4 separate regions of the Ovis aries genome follow, and regions 2, 3 and 4 are each linked to region 1. Evidence: chromatin contacts called from public Hi-C data. All regions are on one chromosome and are shown on one strand. The core of a region is the stretch at or near the end of the contact, and the rest is flanking DNA. Distances in the headings are between cores, read along the strand shown. Region 1 overlaps TFEC (transcription factor EC). Region 2 holds the start of CAV1 (caveolin 1). Region 3 overlaps TFEC (transcription factor EC). Region 4 overlaps TFEC (transcription factor EC).

Region 1 (2,700 bases), core at 44-2,543:
TCCTTGCTGTCCAAGGGACTCTTAAAAGTCTTGTCCAGCACCACAGTTTAAAAGCAACAGTTTTCAGTACTCAGCCTTCTTTATGGTCCAACTCTCACATCTGTACATGACTACTGGAAAAACCATAGCTTTGACTATATGGAACTTTGTGAGCAAAGTGATGTCTCTGTTTTTTAATATGCTGTCTAGATTTGTCATTGCTTTCCTTCTAAGGAACAAGATTCTTGTAGTTTTACCAGACCCATCTGGTATTAATAGTTCACTCTCAGTCTTTTCCAGCTTCTCCTAGGAAGCTCAGGATGAGGGCCAGTGTGAGGTGGGTAAGGATAGCACCTTTTTTTTTTTTTTTTTTTGTCTCAGGTCCTCACTGCCCAGACCTACCCTGTGGTCATTTCTACCTGGTGGCTACCCCACATACTGGGACAGATGCATCTCTAAGGAGTTCTTATCTCTTTGGACTTTTCCTCTTTCCTCAGAGTGCCCCAAACATGTCTGACTGGATTATCCAAAATCAGCCCCTATCCCCAACCTGTTGTCCTCAGCGTAGTGTATCAGGACACATGTCAGGATCTCAGAGACTTTTAAGCTGTCTTCCATCCTCCACAGAACTCTTTCCAATCCCTTTATGCTGTTTTTTGGGGTCAGGTTGTGTAGCTCATTATATTTTTTCTTTTCAGACTATTTGTTAAATGATATCAAATTTATGTTAGACCTTGTCTTCTCTAGAGATTAGTCCTTTGATTTCAAAATACTCAGATCTTCTGAATTAGAATCCTTGGCTTTCACAACAGTGACCCCTGCTATGAGTTGCAAGAAATTATTTAGAGCTAAAGCCAAGAACTTGCCTTTGATTCTTCATGTAGCTGTATTAGTCATGCCTCAGGCCCTGTGTGCTGCTCATTTCTTGAGGCACTGGTCACAGAAAGTGTGTGTTGGGGGTTGGGGTGGGAGTGGGTCAGGGTGATACCATGGAGTGGAGAACCTAGTATCTCAAATTCATACCCTCTAACACATTTATGCAATATATGCACTTTAAGAAACTGCCCTTTGACTCCTCATATGAAGAATTTTCAAAGGACTTGGGGCCTTTTAGTCTAGAGAAAATGAGCCTCTAGAAATTGTTGACCAGTGTTTCACTGAGCTGTTATTGGGTGGAGGAACCATCGAAAAGAAGGAGGAAGGGAAATCTCATGTATTGAATCCCTATTTGTGTCAATACTTTACACATTTTGCTTCTGCTGTTCAAGTATTCTTTATAAAACCCATATGAAGACAAGTCTTATCACCCTATTTTTATAGTAGAGAAACAGAGGCTCAGGAAAAGTTAAGCAACATGCCTTAAGAGAAGCTATAAGGTAAAGTGGTCACAAGCAGCCAGATTGTCTGATGTTAAACTTGGCTCTGCCACATGTAAGCTGTGTAACATTGGACAATTATGCTTAACCCCCTGTGTCTTGGTTTTCCTAACTGTAAATGGGGTAAGTGGTCTTATATACTGTTAGGGTTGTTGTGAGAATTAACGTGCTAACGTATACAAAGTAATTGGCGGAGTGCCTAGAACTCAGTAAAGGCTATAGAAGAGTTTTATACTATTAGTATTATTTTAAATAATCCTAGCCATAAAGCTATTAAGTAGCAGAGCATTAATTAGAGCACAGATCAGTCTGTTTTAAAGCAAACATATATTACCGTATATAATATAATACCATGTATTCATATGTGTCGTTTTATAATTTCTTCAAGAATTTCTTTTAATAATATTTATTAAGCTTTTCCTTTATGTTGCAACTATACTACATAGCTCTGAGGAAACCATCCCTGTGTATACAATTATATGTAGAGTCATACTGTATCAAGATAATCAGATTTTGGATTAACTCAAATTTGGAGGTTATACTTTAGGTGGGCTGACTTAATACATGGGTTCCAACAGGGTTCTTGGGAGAAGACATCAGTGTTCATTTCTTCTCCCAACAAGCTGAAACCATGAATTGGGAGAACACACCAAAAATATTCAGAAACTTGACAAATGACCGTAAATAAAAAGACAATGAGTACAGCCTCCATAAAGCAGGCATTGATTTATAACCAAATTACCTCTTACATGGATAATGCTATACCTGTATGGATCAATTTATTCAATGATGGTGTTATAGGGTCAGCTATACCTGCAGTCAAATTCAGATATACAGAAAGAATCATAATTTCTAATCTTTTATAACTGAGGTAATGTTGCTATCAAGCCCTGATCCCTCCCACTAATTGGATGGGGAGTGAAGGAAGTGAAACAGAGGACTTAAAATTGTCCATTGACATTACCTTATCTTCTTCTAGTTTAAAATAATCTTACTTAAGGTTAACACAGTCTCTCTTTCTGGTAAATACTTCATCTTTCAGGGTTTATATCTTATTTCAAGGGGAAATCTCTTTAGTCATAAAGGAAAGGGCTTTCGGTCCATGTACCGTTTCTAGGGTTAACAAATTTCATTTTTGAATAATCAAAACAGAGAAGGTAATTCTGAGTGCAATTCCTAAATTCATATATTCATAAGAGCTTTGAAAAATGTTAGTACATTGATCTGATACTCGAGATTTCAGACTGTGGCTGCTGCTTCACTTATGGGCTTCCCAGGTGGCGCTAGTGGTAAAGAACCTACCTGCCCAGGCAGGAGATGCAGGCAAGAGAGGTGAGTTCAATCC
Region 2 (2,700 bases), core at 61-2,560, 130 kb before region 1:
GCTCCGCGCACAGTAAACTCCTTGGCGCCGCAAGCTTTTTAAGAGGATCGGGGAGAGGACACCACACCCCTCGGTACCAGGCTGGGAGCTCCTGCCTCCCTCGCCCGCCACCGCCAGGGGTCAGGGCAAACCCCGCAGCGCGGTCCGCCGGGTCCCAGCCCGACTCACTCCCAACAGGCTGAATCCCGCGGAGACTCCCAGAGGGGAGGGGATCCGACTTCCGACTTTTATCCAGCCCCTCTCTCCGCCAGGCCACCCTCTCCCCAGCTCTTCACCTGCTCCAGTCCCTGGTCCCTATTTCCCTTCTCTCCACAATTCCTAACTTCATCCTTAAGATCCACGATGAACCCCCACCCCGGATCCACGCAGTGTTCCCATTTTCGTTCCTTTCTGGCCAAGTATCCTTTGCACCTGCCCGCGTCCTCCACCCTCCCTCTGCCGTTTCTGTCCCTGAACAGTTCCCCGTACACCCCCCACCCCCCGATGCACACAAGCCAGCATCCCCTACCTTTGGATCGAGCCAAGTGTCAGACCCCTATACTGTCTAGAAAGATATTCCACCTGCACAACTCCTCAGACCCACCCTTAGGTCACTCCCAGACCCCTGGCCGGTTGCTGAACCGCGGCGGCTGCGTTTGGGAAAACTAGGTTTCCACACCCAGGCAGAGCCTGAGCTCCGGGAGGTGGTAGGAAGGTGGGGGGTGGGGGGATGGTAGTTAGGAGGAGGGTGCTTTATTCAAGCACCCCTGCCAGGCGCCGAGATGCAGGAAGAGTTTTAGAGGCGGCCCAAGAGCTTTGGAAAGTGCAAACATGACGCGCGCCGCCTCCCCGGCCAGCTGGTTGAGGCGCCTGGTGGGGAGTCGTGGGGACTGTCCCCAAGACTGCAAGTGAATGAGTTCCCACCCTGCACTCTAGCTCTCCACTTTTCCAGCAGACAGGGGCCGGACCATGGGGGTCTCTCAATAAGGCAGAACCCCTAAGCCATTCAGAAACGTGCCCTCAGTCCGACCAACCCAATTTCAGGACCCCGACGACCCCCTCTTTCCGAGACCTAGGCCCCTAGGCTCCCTTGGTCCCCTTCCTAATAGGAAAACATGAAGCATTCCTGCCTCCTCTTCACCTCCCGCCCAAGCCCATTCCTCAGCAATGCCAGAGTCCAGGAGTGCTCCAACGTCGAGAGAGGGCTGGGGCAAGCAAAGCAGTCAGAATATTTAGAGTGGGAGATAGCAGAAGCAGCTCTCCTTGCGCGCCGCGTTCCGGAGCGCACCCACCCAGGCGTACCTCTGAGTCTACGTATTTGCCCCCCGACATTCTGGCTCTTGGCTGGTTGAAGGCTCTGGGTAGATTTCCCTGGGCTGTGATTTAAGGGAACTGAGGAAGGAAGATCTTGTATTGTATGGGAGGAAAAAAAAAAAAAAGGCGCTGAGCGGCGGGATGGGGAGGGGGGGAGGTGGCTGGGAGGGAGCCTCCTGGCTCTCCGCCAAGGGTTTGTTCTGCTCGCGGTTGGCCGGGATGTGCGCTGAGCCGGGTCTAGGCACATCCCCAAGGTTAGGGCAGCAGAGGGCGGGGAGAGCCCGCAGGGAGTCAGGAGCAACGAGAAAGCGTTTCACTCGCGCTGGGCTCCTTGGGCAGATATTTTAAACCTGGGGCAACATTTTCTCAGCTATAAGCCACTGAGAGGCGTACTGGGGAGAGCTAATGTTTTCGCAGTGCATCATCCCAGCAGGGGTGGGGACGGGAGGAGGGAGACGAAGACCGTGTACGGAGATGCCCAGTATGGGCAACCGAGCTTCAGAAAGAATTCTGCCTTGTTTTAAGCCGTTTCTTCCCGTCGCCCAAGTTCCATCGCTGCCTAAGATACAACTATCAGGAAGGGATGAAAAGTGACCCAGAATCTTTAGGTGTATTTCATACCTAAACACAAGGAAGGAATCCGTGTGGGTGCGTGTGTGGTGTGCTGTTGGTGACACTGGTTTACATTTAGTCTGTGCGAATGGAAACTTGGAAAAACAGGCCTGCAGAATTTAACGTTTACCAATCGCCACTGTGTTCTTGCCTGGAGAATCCCAGGGACGGGGAAGCCTGGTGGGCTGCAGTCTATGGGGTCGCACAGAGTCGGACACGACTGAAGCGACTTAGCAGCAGCAGCAGCAGCAGCAACTACTTCTGAAACGTCTCCCAAATGCTTTGAAATAAGAAATAAAAATGTTTAACTTTTCTACAATTTTATTTTCTGGAACAAAGGAAATCTGTGCCAACAGGTTATGCCATGTTTACAAAATACATAAAATATTTACAGTTGTACAAATATTTAATTGGAGTTTCAAGTTTTCCAGACATTTTTTAAAGTACTTGACTGTGAGTTAAAGGAGGCTTGTTTTTTTTTCTTTTTTTTAGTAATTGATTAAAAATTTAAAAAAGTTTTTAGGAGTTAAAATATCTTATCTAAGAAACTTCCTAAATCGGGAGCTTCTCTACCTTATTATAAATCAGCACAAGATGAATTGAGCAATAATCAGTCATTTTACTTTAAGACAAGTTCACTTATTATTGTTAGGAAATTCACTCTCCAAAAATGAAAAGGAAATTTTACATTATGTTCCACATGCTGTCAAAAGTCAGATTATGACTTGAAAAAGTTAGGACTATACCAGAAATGGCACAGGATACATGGCAGTCTAGAAAAGGGAATATGAGTAC
Region 3 (2,700 bases), core at 12-2,511, 190 kb before region 1:
GGACCACTCAACCATGTGCCTCATGCCACAAATATTCCTTGCACAGCTCTGATGTCAGTCCTTCCTGGAAACCAAATCTTATATTATGGCCCTGGAACTTGGTCTATTTGTTATCTCGAAAGTCGGGTCTTACAAAGGCTCAACCTCATAGAAGTTAGTTTGTTTAGAGTCCAATTCCTGTTGATGGATGCAGGAGTTGCCAGAGATTTCATTCTCTTTTCAGGTTCAGACTTAAAAGAATATATAGTCATTTCAGATTTCCAGTAACTTTCTGTTTCCTACAAAGTTAGAGTTTGAGTGATAATATTGTGGTGCTGATAGAAAAACAAGGATAGATTCACTTTCTCTTGCTTGGCTTTCTTGACCAGGACAGAGTTTTTGAAACAGCTTACTGGGGTGGGGATGGGGGAACATACCTGGCCATAGGACCCAGGGTGAAGCCCTAGGTAGTATTTGTGAGTCTGGCCTCATCAATGGTGGCTCTGACCACTAAGTCAGAGATTAGCAAACTATAGCCACAGGCTCACTTCAGCCTGCTGCCTATTTTTTCCCAATAAAATAGAGTTTTATTGGAACACAGCCAGTGTGTGGAATGGCAAAGTTGACTAGTTGTGACAAAGACCGTATGTCCTACAAAGCCTCAAAATATTTACTCTCTGGTCCAGAAAAAGTTTGCCAACCTCTGCAGTAAGTTATGCATAGATTTAGAAGAGATTTGGCTGAAAAATATTCAGTTTGTCTTTAACCTTTTAGGGGGGTCAAGACAAAACCAAAACAGGCCACCACTTGGCTTGAATGTGGCTCCTCTCCCATTTGGAGTCAGCCTCTCAAAGACTATTGGCAGTGAGACACAGTGCTGTTCTGTGGTTGGTGCTAACAGTTTTTTTTGTTTTGCAAACACTCATTATAAAAATAGGCTTATGTTTTTCAGACATCATTGGAAATTATAAACTAGTGTGTGGTGCAGTTTGAATTTGTCCTCTAACGATAAAAGAGCTTGCTAGAGGCCTCTTGGAAAACTTCTAGGACTATCTTTTTTTTTTTAAATTCAGCCTACAGGGAATGCTCAACTGTTTTTTTAATTATTATTTTTTTGAATTTTCTTGTCCCCTTGGGTCTTATTGTTCTCATATATTTTTTAGAACTAGTGAGTCACAGCCTTGTTACAATGAGAAAAATGATTGGTCTCTGGCCTTTGCTAGCATGAGAGATGGTGTTGAGGTGCAAAGATGTCACTGGACAAACTAAATATAGGCTGAGCAAGGCACTCCCAGCTTAGCTGTTTCTCTGCAAACAGAGGCCTGCTACATGTCATGAGCCTCCTCCCTCATTCTTTGCCTTGTGCTTTTTACACTGCTCTGGAGAAATCTTTCTTCTCAGAGTAGGGCTGAAGAAACGTTCCTAAATTCTCTGAGGACCCACAAAACAGCGGGAACTTCATGAATTCTTTTCTGGAGGAAACAAGCTGGTCCTGGTGACCAGACCCAGAGTCCAGAGCCTCAAGAATCCTGTTAGAACATGTTTCCTCCCCAATTCTTAAACTAACTTGCTTGTACATCTTGGTGGCAGCACTTAGCTGCTAAGTGTGATGACACTATAGGGTAGAACTTTCAATTTTCTGCTTTGTATAAGTGAATCAGACTATGTAGGTTAGAGATTAAACAATGAGAATATGCATTTCTAATTACGTACAGATACTAATGGGATAAAGTCACTTGGGAGAAGGATTGAGCGGTCCTATATTTAGACCAAAAAGGGATTTTCCAGCTGATTTTAAACTATTTGAAGCTGCTGGGCTTAAAGTCTTCTCAGTGGTCTACGACAGAAGGTAGAATCCTGATTTCCCGACCCTTATTGTGATTGATTCCCCACATCTCACAGCACAGAGCCTAGAGCCCATCCTGGAGGTGGGGAGATGCCCTAGCAGATGAGAACATGAATCTTTGCTTTGCTTCTGACTCACTGCATGGCCATGGAAAGTTCTTGTCACAAGACATGCAAAAATGAAAGATTTTGCCTTGAGAAACATCTCCAAGACAGTGTCTCCTAGCCATCTTACTCACCCTGTATGTCTAAAACTACCTCCTTGGGCAGGAAAGAATACTGGGACCCCCACAGCTGTGAGGGAGAGGGGAGCAGGCAGCCAACAGCTGAGTAACCAGTCTGGCTGTGAGCCTAGCCTCTGTCGTGGGTGGCTGTGTTTAATCCAAGTGCAGCTGCTGTAACAGATAAACCCCGAAATTTTGGTAACTCAGATTTTGCTCATGTAAATGCCCACTAGTGCTGGAGAGTGGGATGGGGTAGGGGATGGTGCTTTCCTCTGCAGTCTTTGGAGGACCCAAGCTGAGAGATACGCTTATTTCAACATGTGGTTTTCATAGATGCCCTTAGTATACAGACATCCAGCTAAAAAATGGAGGAGTATTTATAGCTCAGACCAGGAAACAGAGCACATAATTTCTTCCCACATTTCAATGCCAGATCTGAGTCTCATGGCCATTGCAAGAAAGGTTGGGAAATCTGGTCTCGCTGTGGGTCCAGGAGGAAAGTTAAGAGTCTCCTGCACAAACTAGTCCAGACTCACATACACCACTTGATGGAGAGGAGCCTCTGATGCTCTATCAGATTCGATAGAATTAACCCTGGAGCTGACTAGGGCAAAGGTGTTGAGTTTCTTCAGTTAGTTGGAGTTGAAGAATA
Region 4 (2,700 bases), core at 17-2,516, 140 kb after region 1:
AGCTACCATCCACAGTGATTTTAGAGCCCAAGAAAATAAAATCTGCCACTGTTTCTACTTTTCCCCCATCTATTTGCCATGAAATGATGGGACCAGATGCCATTCAAATGTTTTTTGAATGTTGTTTTAAGCCAGCTTTTCACTTTCCTCTTTCGCCCTAATCGAGAGGCTGTTTAGTTCCTCTTCATTTTCTGCTATTAGGGTGATATCATTTCCATGTCTGAGTTTGTTCTCTCTCCCAGTGATCTTGATTCCAGCTTGTAATTCATCCAGCCTGGCATTTCACATGATGTACTCTGCATATAAGTTAAAAAAAAGAGAGTGACAATATACAGCCTTGACGTACTCCTTTACCAATTTTGAAGTTACTGTTCTTGGTGACTTCAATATATTTGTAGATGTCCAACCCACACTCAGGCCTGTTATTTCCTAGACTCCTCAAATCCAACAATCTTTCCTCTGTTCTATTCAGTGTAACTGTGAGAGAGAGGATCAGTGGGACTTAGCCAGGTCTCTAGACTCCTAACTCCAGCCCTCCTTTGAACTATGCCATGATGCTTTCAAAGTTAGTCACTACTTGAGAATGTCAATTCAAATGTTTCTGCATTCAATGGCGGGCTCTAGTAAAGATACTTGGGTACAAGTTGTTTGTGTTATTGTTTGAAGGTCAAGATATCCTGGGGAAAAGTATCACTGAAGAAAAATCAATAGTCTCCTTTAAAAATGTCAGCATAAAATGCCATTCAAAACAATATGAAAGGTTAATGATGTCTTGAGGGTTTCAAAATACATTATCAGATTAAATAGAAGCTACAATGACATGTTGTCAGCCCATGAAGAGGCAAAATACTTAGTTAAAGCTATTTAAACATCTAGTAAATACATGAAAAAAACTCTCATTAATCAAGCAAGAATGTGTTTTAGGTTGTTTGCTCAAAACACACGCATGTACCCCAGTGAGTCCTTTCATGTATATGAATATCTAGTTCAACGTTAAGAGTTCTCACTGAGCACTCAAATTGGGAGAAGTCAGGGCGGGGCAGGACGTATCTAACGAGAATGTGTGGTAAAGTGCTATTTTATGGAGGCACTGATAGAGTCATAAGTTTTCTGAGGAATTAAGTGAACAGCCAGAAGACAAGTTCAGATGTGCCAGGGCATCTTAAGACAAAGGCTTAATGCTCATCTTGGGCTGTGGTGTCTCTTTGGTAACCATGGTGACGTTGGATGAGCTTAAACACTGCGTGTTGAAAATTCCTTAAGAATGAGTCAGTAATGAATCTCTTGACTTCGGTGAAACTGGGCTGAAATACTTCAAAGTCAGATTTGGAAATCTGTGCTTGAAGACTTCAGAGTCACAGAAGCTTCAGCTAGAGTTGATTAAAGGAAAAACAACCTTCAGCCCCTCATTTAAAAAAGAAAAAAATTAAATAAAAAGGACACCATACTGTAAAGTATGATGACTAGTTTCTTGAGCAACTTGTATTTCTTAAAGGGACTGGATAACAAAAATGCACTGATTTCTTAAAATTACAACTGTATTCAAAAGTTAAGAGCAAAATCCTTCTGTTTAGAGATGAATACATGTGTGCTCAGTCGTGTCCAACCCTTGGAAACAATCTGGACTGCAGCCCGCCAGGCTCCTCTGTCCATGGGATTCTCCAGGCAAGATTATGGGAGTGGGTTGCCATTTCCTACTCCAGGGAATCTTCTCAACCCAGGGATCAAACTTGCATCTCCCGCATTGGTAGGAGGATTCTTTACCACTGAGCCACCTGGGAAGCCCTTAAAAGATGAATAGGATATGCAAATTCTGTGGATGAGTTCATGATTAGTCATTCTAATATGTCTGATTCTTCCAATAAGGATGCTAAATGTATTACTTCAATATACTCCACCAACTGATGTGTCAAAATCTTCTTTCGAACTTCCTGGGTCTCAGGAAAGAAATATCTCCCTTCTCTTTCTGCATCTAACATTGCTGTTCTCAAGTACTCACTGCTGAACAGGTGAATAAGAGGGGAAAGGCATTTATTTTCTTACTGTCTGTGGTACCTTTATTGTGTGGTTCATATTCCAGTATCCTGTCCCTCCTATCTAGTCCCTCTCAGGCTAAGGGTCTCTCAACTGCTAATTATCAATACACAGACATGTTAGTCAAATGCCTGCTATACTGAGTACAAAAAGGGGATAAGCTATATATTTGAAAAATATAACTTAAATGGGATTTGGATGATAGAAATTTCCATTTATTGACCCCATAGGCAGTTAAGTAGGCCAAAAGGTTATTCTTCATATCTATTTTTGAAGGAAAAAATGTACACATTCAGATAGAAATATTACTTTCTTATCTTTTCCCCATTGCAAGGGGAGGATTTAATGCTGGCACCTGTATCAAGTAAGCCATTATTTAGAATTGAAGTCAGTGCAGAAAATAAAGTGATGACTATATAAAGTGGGGTGACCATATCCTAAGTGCTAGAGGAAAAGAAAATCTTATAAATCTAGTAACCATCTTACTCTCTTGTTAAGTGCTTAAAGGGCAAAGTATTTGAAAACCCTTTTGCTAAAAAAAAAAAAAAAAAGTGATAAACAATGAAAATGGTGCACATTCTCTTGCATTACATTTCATTACAGTTCATTCTATTGTATTACAAGGCCAAAGTAAAACTAAGTCAGGGTAATGAATCAAAACAAAGA

Evidence for each region. Hi-C and Micro-C count contacts between places; a contact is called where the count stands out from the background.
Region 2: a Hi-C map of tail adipose tissue shows a contact between it and region 1, with 2.5 times the contacts expected there. The contact joins the promoter of CAV1 here to the enhancer-like site in region 1. A contact is called at or near these places in 3 of 16 Hi-C or Micro-C datasets (hypothalamus, skin fibroblasts and tail adipose tissue).
Region 3: a contact with region 1 is called in a Hi-C map of tail adipose tissue, with 3 times the contacts expected there. The contact joins two enhancer-like sites. A contact is called at or near these places in 2 of 16 Hi-C or Micro-C datasets (skin fibroblasts and tail adipose tissue).
Region 4: a Hi-C map of tail adipose tissue shows a contact between it and region 1, with 8 times the contacts expected there. The contact joins two enhancer-like sites. A contact is called at or near these places in 2 of 16 Hi-C or Micro-C datasets (both in tail adipose tissue).

Annotation. Positions count from the first base shown.
Region 1 is chr4:53,507,163-53,509,862 of ARS-UI_Ramb_v3.0, forward strand. The region is part of intron 2 of TFEC (transcription factor EC); the gene reads left to right. Among named protein-coding and RNA genes, the nearest start is that of CAV2, 100 kb to the left of the region's middle. Within about 2 kb of position 1,294, at least 5 of the 54 cell types and tissues checked have an H3K27ac peak or open chromatin away from gene starts, as enhancers often do. A contact at or near this core is called in tail adipose tissue, where this site is marked.
Region 2 is chr4:53,374,738-53,377,437 of ARS-UI_Ramb_v3.0, forward strand. CAV1 (caveolin 1) reads right to left here and starts at 1,311. Exons shown (of 3, transcript NM_001009477.1): 1 at 1,282-1,311. The coding sequence starts at 1,311. All of the region lies in intron 1 of TFEC (transcription factor EC), which reads left to right.
Region 3 is chr4:53,319,815-53,322,514 of ARS-UI_Ramb_v3.0, forward strand. The region is part of intron 1 of TFEC (transcription factor EC); the gene reads left to right. Among named protein-coding and RNA genes, the nearest start is that of CAV1, 55 kb to the right of the region's middle. Within about 2 kb of position 1,262, at least 8 of the 54 cell types and tissues checked have an H3K27ac peak or open chromatin away from gene starts, as enhancers often do. A contact at or near this core is called in tail adipose tissue, where this site is marked.
Region 4 is chr4:53,648,460-53,651,159 of ARS-UI_Ramb_v3.0, forward strand. All of the region lies in intron 2 of TFEC (transcription factor EC), which reads left to right. Among named protein-coding and RNA genes, the nearest start is that of TES, 67 kb to the right of the region's middle. Within about 2 kb of position 1,267, at least 8 of the 54 cell types and tissues checked have an H3K27ac peak or open chromatin away from gene starts, as enhancers often do. A contact at or near this core is called in tail adipose tissue, where this site is marked.